2 separate regions of the Mus musculus genome follow, and region 1 is linked to region 2. The links are chromatin contacts, called in public Hi-C maps. All regions are on one chromosome and are shown on one strand. Each heading gives the region's core, a stretch centred on a gene start, on an enhancer-like site or on the middle of the called end of the contact. The rest is flanking DNA. Distances are from core to core; before and after follow the strand shown. Region 1 overlaps Efna5 (ephrin A5). Region 2 overlaps Efna5 (ephrin A5).

The links. A called contact is a pair of places that touch in the nucleus more often than the background predicts.
Region 1: a contact with region 2 is called in a Hi-C map of uterus, with 2.6 times the contacts expected there. The contact joins two enhancer-like sites. A contact is called at or near these places in 1 of 39 promoter capture datasets (the 3T3-L1 cell line), 28 of 484 Hi-C or Micro-C datasets (the 3T3-L1 cell line, 3T3-L1-derived adipocytes, the AML12 cell line and 21 more), 7 of 115 datasets of contacts at active chromatin or transcription factors (embryonic forebrain, embryonic limb bud, embryonic midbrain and 4 more) and 2 of 9 other capture datasets (embryonic tail and embryonic trunk).

What each region holds. Positions count from the first base shown.
Region 1 is chr17:62,861,048-62,865,810 of GRCm38.p6, forward strand. All of the region lies in intron 1 of Efna5 (ephrin A5), which reads right to left. Among named protein-coding and RNA genes, the nearest start is that of Efna5, 18 kb to the right of the region's middle. Within about 2 kb of position 1,859, at least 107 of the 459 cell types and tissues checked have an H3K27ac peak or open chromatin away from gene starts, as enhancers often do. A contact at or near this core is called in cerebral cortex, embryonic limb bud, embryonic tail and 4 more, where this site is marked.
Region 2 is chr17:62,781,403-62,786,280 of GRCm38.p6, forward strand. All of the region lies in intron 1 of Efna5 (ephrin A5), which reads right to left. Gm52303 (a long non-coding RNA gene) reads left to right here. Exons shown (of 2, transcript XR_003952355.1): 1 at 1-2,940. It overlaps Gm46583 (a long non-coding RNA gene), which reads right to left. Exons shown (of 2, transcript XR_001782160.2): 2 at 1-4,878. Among named protein-coding and RNA genes, the nearest start is that of Gm52303, 5.6 kb to the left of the region's middle. Within about 2 kb of position 3,324, at least 144 of the 459 cell types and tissues checked have an H3K27ac peak or open chromatin away from gene starts, as enhancers often do. A contact at or near this core is called in cerebral cortex, embryonic limb bud, embryonic tail and 4 more, where this site is marked.

The sequences.
Region 1 (4,763 bases), core at 609-3,108, 78 kb after region 2:
TGAAGCTCCAGGAGCTCCTCCTCCTATCCCAGAAGTCTGGAAACAGAGGCGTACAGACCGTAGATGCCCTCCCCGCAACACAAACCCTGACTTACAGCTTGCTGAGTTTGGTGATGTTTGGTCTGTTCTATACATAATTTTCAGTGATGGCTTTGAGCAACCAGGAGGTATTTTTGAATTTGGTTATGTTGTTGTTTCTGTTGAAAACAAACAAAACTAGGGAGAAAACAGCTGCTTAACGCATGTCAGAAGTAAAAATTATTCCGATAGATTAAACAGGACCAGTCACGGGGAAATAGCAAAAGCCCTGGGTTTTATCATTTCCCTCCGGATCGCTCAGAAGCCAAGGCTAGTTTGGAGATCTTTAACATTCGCCAGTACCTGCTTATACTTAGAAATAAAGTGTTGCAACCTGCCCCCTTCATACTACAAATGCTGATTCAGGAGGGTGTGGAGTCGAAGAGAGGTATTTCTGTATCTGCCGTCAACTGTGCTGTGGACCTAAAACTAATCGAATAACAAAACCAGATAACAACAAAGCACCTTTTATTATTTTTTTTCCAAAGCAAAAACACAGCCATACATTCATGTTCTATAACATGGTCAACACACCTCTCCCACAAAGGCCTGGAGAGTTTCCCGGTACAAAAAGTTTCCTTCCCCGTCCAGCTCCATCCACAAGGCCACAAGGCCTGCAGGTCTTTGCTCCTGTAGCTAACGGTTCCTGGAATATTCTTCTACTATTTCCATCTTGACTATTAAAACCATGCTTATTTATTCAGAATCTAGACTAAATTATCTCCCTTCCCGGAAGTGCTTCCCAGTGGCCCCTGGACAGATGTGCCTTCTTCCAGCAGGCACAGTGTCCCTTGCTTTATTGTGACATTATCTGTCCTAACATGCTAGCGGAGTAGAACAGTTTGGTGATTGTCTTGGCAATTAATGAATATTCTAATCATCCTGGTGTTTGCCTGCATGTGCCCTTCAGCACTGATGTGAAGACTGTGCGTTTAATGTCCGTGGAGATGAAAACTTCATATCAAGCCGCTGGTTTTCAGAGTGTATTTATTAAAAATGACTTTACAGTCAAGACGTATGAGGATTCCTTTTTTTTTTTTTTAAGATTCCTGTTTACTCTTCCTGTTGGTAAATGTGTCAAGATGGTTTTCACTAAAATATAAGGCAGCCAGCTGTTTGTTTGGATTCTTGAATTAAAAGGGGGGAAAAATGACTTCGCTTTTACACACGGCACTTCCCTTTAAACAAGAGTATCTGTGCTCTGTCTAAATGCTGTCTGCAGAACAAGTTCAAATTTCTCATACGCTAAGAACAACTCAACTCCAGAAGTTTCGTTTCAAATGGCATATGGCTCTCTCTCACCCATCTGATACCTTAGGGATGCAGTGGCACTCAGGAGACCCAGGAGAGTGTGTAATCCAACGTGACAGCTGAAGGCAGGAAGGCCAACTGAGTGTCAGTACAAGTACCAGGAAGGGAGAGCGGTTATTCTGGAACTCAGACTTATCAATTTCTCTTTCGAGTTCCCCCACAAGCTATATTTAATGTTGTCCTGAAAAGGCTGCTTCACCGCCAAGAAGGCTGCGCTCGGGAGACCAGCTGGACCCACCCAAACAAGCAGCTTCGTGTCTGCTGAACTTCTCCTCGACAGACAAGACAGCCAGTGTTCCTGCACTTCAGGCTCCTACATTCTCTGCAACCCAGCATAAGGCCCTGCTGGCTTTGTAGCCAGCTTCTCTTTCCGCTCTGTGGTGCATTTACGAGTTCAGCTGTGGGTCTGTTCATTTCCCTCCACAGTCTTTCTTCTCTCCCTCACACATGCACACACACTCCAGGCTGGGCTGGAGTGCTGACTAAGGGGGAACAATAGGAGGCTTTGAACAAGGCTCAGCCACAGCCCCAGTCAATATTTACTTCAGTGTGAAGCCACTGTTTTCCCCGGCTCCTCCCAAGCAGAACTCAACAGTGGGGAGTCCCTAGGGGTTTCTGAATTTTTTTTTTCACAAGAGGGAAGAGAGGTGCAGAGATGAGTAAATAGATTACTGTCCAAGCTGCTTTCTCAGAGAAAATAAGGGAGGATTTTCTACAAAACGGGTTAGACTTTCAATACTAATTAGCAATTTATAACAAGAAAAAACAATTGTCCGCCAACAGTGATTACTGCAGCCTTAAAACACCAAATCAGGCTGCACTGCAAATCCACTTAAAGTGACTCCTGTCTATCTGTGAGCAGAGCTCTGATCCTAACAACCACCTGGAGCTTACCAATGTTTGCCTCTTCTGCCCAGAATGTCATTGCAGGACTGTGGATATCCTTACCCTACCCTCCAGAACTCATTTTTCTACCCAGATCTTCTATCAGCTATCCATCCAAGTGTGTCTCAAAGTGAGGTTGTAATTACCAGACTCATGAATGAAGGCTATGCCATTCCAAACACTCCTGACAATGTCTTCTCTCTTAGCCATAGATGGAGAAGGTTGACCAGGATGCTAGAGAGAGTAGCTAGAAAGCCATACGCACTCATTTCCCACAGTTGGAGGTGGCTTACAATGGAGCAGCAGATATAAGGGGAGTTGAGTTGTTGGCCACCATACTACAGTGGAGTCACATGGAGATAATCTCTTGTATTGAATGGAAGCATCACCTGTCAATAAAAGGCTGATTGGCCAATGAGCTGAAGCAAGACTAGAAGGTGGGACATCTGCTAGAGAGAGAGGAATTCTGGGGAAATAGTCAGGTGCTGGAGATTTGCCCCAAATTCTGAGGAGACAGAACTGAACACATGAAACTGAGAAGAAGGCAACCAGCCATGAGGCACATTTAGAATAAACTGGATTATTGAGATATGAGCTAGTCAAGGAACACAGTCAAGACTATTGGTCTGAGTATTTATTCATACAGAAGAAGTCTCAGAGTCATTATTTCCGGGGACAAATTGACTCCAGTTACAAAGTCGATGTCATTGAGATAACCTAAAGAAATCCTACATACTAAAAGCAAAACTACTCAACTATATGTTTAATTCCTCAGCTAAATTAGAGCTTTTGAAATTCTAGCACAGGGTCAGTTCTCACACATCAAACCATAAGAAGTTAGGAAGTCTTACTAAAAATTAGGAGATCAGCCGGGCGTGGTGGCGCATGCCTTTAATCCCAGCACTCACTCGGGAGGCAGAGGCAGGCCGATTTCTGAGGTCGAGGCCAGCCTGGTTTACAAACTGAGTTCCAGGACAGCCAGGGCTATACAGAGAAACCCTATCACAAAATAAATAAATATACAAACAAATAAAATTATAAGATCATTACAGATTTCCATTATATACCTAAAAAAACAGAGTCAGGGTTGTCTGCTATAGTCAATGGCATTGGTTACAATTCTACCCAAATCAGTAAGTGAACTGGGTTATTTTTATAACCTAATCACATATCTTAACCTCATTTGATAGAACTTTTATAGAGACAGCGAATAAGAATCCAGACAGTTCAATGATAAACACATGCAACTGGCCCAAGTTATCTATGACAATTTCATAGAGAGGCAAGTCACCATCTTCCAAATTCTAAACATCTAAAACGTGGTGACACAATTTAGCCTTTGCTAAGAAAACACCACAAACTCAAAACACCCTTCCCTCCAAAATATAGGAACAGAGAACACAGTAGAATCACCTATTCCGTTACAGTTCTCTAGAGTTGTGAACCTTGCTGGCTATAATCTTTACAACATTGTTTACGGTATTAGTAAACAGCAAACAGTAAAATATAAGTGGAGCCAACCATTTCAACATCCTAAGCAATGGCTGGATTGCTATACACTCAACTTGATAACCACACAGTCTCATGGACAGAAACTACTGGGCAAGCCTGATTGGGGTCCATTTCTGGCTCATCCTTTTAAATTGACTTTAAACAGAATTTAATGCTTATCCTGTCAAAATGTCAAACTTCTTTACTTTTTTTTTTCCCACGAAGAAAATAAGCTTGGGGCAGGGCCTGTAGAAGGGCAGGAGAGATGGCAGAGCAGTTAACAGGCAGGGCTGCTATTCCAGGGACCTGACTTCATTTCCCAGCATGCAGCTGAGACGGCTCATAACCACCTGTACCTCCAGCTCCGCGAGATCTGACGCCCTCTTCTGGCCCCTGCAGGGACTCACACATACGTGTGCATACAAAAAAACGGACGTGCACCCATATGCATAGATAAAAATAAATGAATAAATCCCCCTTTTTAAAAAGTGGAAGCAACTGAATACTCATAATTTATAAGGGAGATAATACAAAAAGTTAAACTTAAAACTTACGACAAGCTTAGGAAGTTAAGGCTTTGGTGTGTAAGGACAAGAGAACAAAGGTAAATAAGGCGGGTGGTCCCATGAGCATGCACTTTTAAATACTAAAGCACTGTACTTGTAAGGAAAACCTGTTCTACAACCTTAGCGGTTCTTCGCTCAATTTCAGTGCTCCTAATGATAAACTCAGGAGGCGTGTTAGCACTGGCCAAGTAGCCTTCAATTTCTGCATGTTGCATATATAGATTATTGATAACTTCCCTTCTGAAGTACATTTCTTTGAGGGGGAATAGCTAAGAGGAAGAGGAAGTTCTAAAATAATTACGTAAGTAATGCTACTTTAGAACAAATAATGAACACACTGGCTATTCACCTAACTAACTATAAACATACCAAGTAAAATCTGCTTTCAATAACTGCCAGACAGTTCTCCAAGGAAGTTGGCCTTTAGCAGTG
Region 2 (4,878 bases), core at 2,074-4,573:
TCCCTCCCCTTCTCTTCTCTCCCCACCCCCTTACTTCCTCTTCTTGCAGGTGGCTTTTTAGAAGGCTCCTCTTACTATTATTATTTTTTTTTTTTTTTTTTTTTTTTTGGTTTTTCGAGACAGTGTTTCTCTGTGTAGCCCTGGCTGTCCTGGAACTCACTCTGTAGACCAAGGCTGGCCTTGAACTCAGAAATCTGCCTGCCTCTGCCTCTGCCTCTGCCTCTGCCTCTGCCTCTGCCTCTGCCTCTGCCTCTGCCTCTGCCTCTGCCTCTGCCTCTGCCTCTGCCTCTGCCTCCCAAGTGTTGGGATTAAAGGCATGTGGAGGTTCCTCTAAAAACACAGGGGCCACCACAGAAATGGCAGCTACAGTCTGAAACCCACACTGTGAAACAATTACACACTACTGTTTTTCAAATAAAAGACGTGATGGTAAACTTATTCATATAAAAGACTGTAGATATTTTCTTTTTAAAAAAATATAATATTCCACGAAACAGTCTTTGAGTAAAGGGCACTGAACTATTAAATTCTACCCCAACCAAATATATTCCAACTTTTATTTCAAGTTCAAAAGAGGAGAAGGATAGGCTAGAACTATCTGGATTCTTTCTATAACTTCTAAATTTTGACACAGTGTGTGTAAGGCATATTTCAAAGATGTTGTATCTGTTTAACACAAGTTCAGAGCAGAGGCCCAGCTCCTGGTAGGGGAGAGAAACTCTTCCTGTATTTTTGAGAAGACCCAAAACTGAAGGACCTCTAATTTCTAGTAATTATCCTGGTACCTTACAGCCCATGATTACAGATATAACCATGCCCTGAGCTGCCCTCCAGTTTGTTCTAAACTCAGTGCTTGTAATTAGTCTTGATTAATACTCCACATTTCATATCAACAGAAACAGTGAATCCAAAAGACCCTGTGTTTTCCTGCCTCATGGAGTCCCGCTGCTGTACATGTTCTGTGCCTTCATCAAGGGAACCTGCTGAGCAAATGGGATCGGACAAAGCCTTGGCACCCACCTGGCCTAACTATTCCCGGGGAAGCAGCAAGGCCTTTCCTGTAACCATCTTAATCCCTTATATCAACTAATTAATACACAGAGAAAGCTTTTACTTGTGTGTGAGCAATTATACCAAGTTCCTGGTCAGTGTCCAAATGGATTCACAATATAACTCATGAACAATGAGGCTTAGGGAAAGACATCATCTAAAGATGACTTCTAAAATGAAGAAGAGCTTGAGAAGCAGGCATTAAATGACTCTGTTAGTAGCAGGGTGCCGGGACAGAAAATAAATGCCATTCTTTTTTTTTTTTTTTTTTAGTAAACTAATTCTGAGGCCTTATTTTGCACATGTGTGACTACCTTAACCAGGCCATTTACATGAGCAAACTAGAACCAACAGATAAAGGAGTTGTGACTCTCTCTTTAGATAGCTGAAATGGTTAAAGACTTGCAAGGGGCTGAAAAGCAAGAAAACGTCATGTCCTCAAATAACTGCCAACTACTAAACATCTGAACAAACTCACTGCGCACAGACTCCTGAAAGCTACCCGAGACTCAATGAGTTCACCTTGCTGCCTCGGCGCTAAGTACCTGCTCTCAAGGTCCTTGTGTTCTTTCCCTTTTAGAATGTGTAACAGGAAGCAGTGATTTGCGAATCACGGCTGCCTGAGGACTAGCTGAAAACTGGAGCCAGCCTCAGAGGATGGGGAGCAGAGGAGGGCTCAGAGCCTGAAGCAGAGTACAGCATCCCCTGCTGCAGGTTCTGCCCTCCACCTCACCTCAGCCAGAGTGGCAGTCGTTCTAGTGTCAGGGCAGCTCGTCCTCCAGCAGAGCAGAGGGCACAGGATCCTAGTGGCTCGGGCAGTCGAGAAAAGGCTCTCCCGATAAAGCATTAGATTGTGGTAACAGGCCCTGGTGTGCACTGGGAACTCTTCCTGTGCAGACGTCTGGCTGTCTGGCTGGGTGGGAGGACTTTATCCAATAAAGGTCCAGCACCAAGTTCATGGAAGCCAAGCTTTTAAGAAACAAAATGCTTCCTCTAGTCACCACCCTGATAGACTGTCATCTACCACACATTCACACTCATGTATTTGTGTGTGTGCGTGCTGTTTAGACTGTCAGAATTACTGTACTGAGTCACCCTTAGGAATCAGACACTGTCCTCCCAGCTAGAAGAATCGCCCACCCCTGGAATTTTCAGGATCTTTTCCCACCTTTCCCAGTGTATACCCACTGGCAGGAACCAAAGAGCTATCACCCTGACAAGAGAAAACAAGCTGTGGGCCACTCTAAGGAAACAGGTTTTTCCTTCCCTCGTAGAGACATTCTTTCTTGGTGAGCTCATGTAAAACAGCAAAATGCTCAGTGAACATACTTGGTCCCATTCCCTGCAGGTGACTGTGCCCTTCAGCTTGACCTGTGATATAGAAAGAGAGAAAAAAAACCACTCTCCAGTTTCTAAGTAAAAGGTGACCATTTGGCAGCTAAGGTGATGGAAGCTGGAAACAGTGATGTGGAAGAACTTGTCAGACAGGTGTGGCCCGGGAGCTGGGAACACAAAGCAAAATGTTTCTGGGGGCCAATCTTGAGCCAAATTAATTTAAAAGGACAGGATAGCGACTGTGTGATGTTTGTGCTATGTTGGTATTGGGGGAAGAAAAAAAAAAAAAAAACTGTTCTTATCTGGCAAGGGCGCCCCCTGCTGGCCGCCACTCTGAACTCCGCCTCTTGGTCTCTCTCCAGAGAAGGCAGAATTGCTTGCACAGCACAGAGAATCCGGCAGGGTTAGATGGGCGAGTCCCTCGCAAAGCACACAAAAAGAGCAAAAGGTGCGGGTCACCGCCCCAACCACAATCTACCTCCGTCACGGTTCTCTGCAGTCAGATAAATTACAAGGCGGCTGGAAAGAATGACTACGCTGATTACTGCTTTGCAGGTGAGACGTTGGAAAGCCAGGGAGGAAAGAGGCCATTTTATGGGGCCCAGCCGCAGAAAGGATTCCTAAATTACACTCACATGTTTATAGCGCTTGACTATGGGACTAAATCTCCACTATCCTTCTAATGGCTCCGGTTTATTGTGACATTCTTAATAGTAATTACTTAAGGTCCCAAGCACATGACACAGCAGCCTAGGATTAAAACCCATTCGAACAGTAGACAGAACACCTTGCCAGCGAGTGACCTAAAATCAGCCTTGTGTTCCCACGCCATCCCCCACTTACCCCCTATTTCTTTGCGAGCTACTAGGTGCACAGACATTTTTTCATGAGCTGCTCTTCCAGTGTCTCCGCTTTCCCCTCTCACCTATTTTGTCCTATGTTTGGCCTCTTACAAAACCCTGCTAATGTTTCACAATATTGGCACACTACCCCCCCCCGTCGTCTCCCCCCCCCCAAAAAAAATTCCAGCAAAACACTTTGGGCAGAAAACACTTTGTAATCTGGGGCTCGTGTTTAAACTCGCTGTCGTCCATTGGAACTAGTTACTCAAGGAAAATTGCCACGGCGCTCAGCTGGTTCAGACTACCACAAAGAAAACCTGTTTGTGGAGGCACACGGGTCTCTGCACTCCTGACAGAAACGTCATACTTGAGCGTCTTTAGCTCGGAGTTATATGCCCTTAGTCTCCGAGAGTTCACCAGCTCAGGCTGAACTTGGCTTCCCCCTGGGACCTCAATCTCATGTCTGTTCCCAGCTCTCGACTTCAAACACGGGGGACAGGGATGCAAGGCATCTAGGCGTGAGCAGAGAAATATAATAGACAAAACAAACATGCTTCATCCCCTTTGGGTCACTGGGTCTGGTTTTCATTTTCTAGTTTACATACGAAACCAAGGGGTAAGAAGAAACGCCCATGGAATACAGGACCGGGGGTGGGGGGGGTGGGGGGGGGATCCCTTATTTCTGAATTTTAAAGACACTGCCATACATCGAAACGGGTTGTTTGCTCTTTATTGGATCCAGTTTGCTGAAATTTTTAGTTTTCAGTTCTTTGTGTTTCTTCTGCAAGTGGAAGACTACCCAAATGAAACAGTTTATAGTTATCCTTGTATGTGCTAGTTCGAAGAACGCTTGCTGACCGTCAGGTGTGTTTTTGTCCCCATGTCCGATGTGGGACAATATTTAATTCAAGAGTGTATTTTATTCACCTCTTGCCTTAGCTGGTCCTGTAGGCAGGCATCCCCAGGAATAGCTTGATGAGGGAAATGTTTACCTACCAAAAGCTGTGAGAATGACAATGTGGGCTGATTTTTATTTATAAGAGGGGGGAACTGAGCAATTTTACAATGAACCCGATCAATCTGTACCCGTTTGGGGAATAATTCTTCTCTGAATAGAGTTATCAAGACACCTGTAGTTTACCTGACCCTGTGTCTACAGGAAGCCAGAGGTTCTCATAATTATGTTCAAATGCAAAGAACTTTTACTGGTTACCACTTAGACAGTAGATGACCCCCATAAGACTTGGGATGACTTCAGTTGCTCCACGTGTCCAAAGGCTCCAAACTGCACATCCATGTTCACACATGCATTCTCTAGGAAAGCCAGAATCAGCCTCTCTTTATTTCAAATGTGGGGTAAGTACAGTGGCTATCAGCTGGACAAGCCGTGGAGAAGGTTATTCACCTCTGCAAACATCACAACAGTAAGCCATGTGCTAGCACAAGGGAAGTCCGCCATCTCTCAGGAAGCCAACCTTGTTCTGGTTTTTTTTTTTTTAAGCTACACTGTGTTACAATACTCTCATATTGTAACAATACTTAGAAACTATGTCAGCAAGAGGAGAGAGAGAGAGAGAGAGAGAGAGAGAGAGAGAGAGTATCAATAAATAAGCTCTGTCTGATACCCCTCAGATTAAACTCAATATGCCAT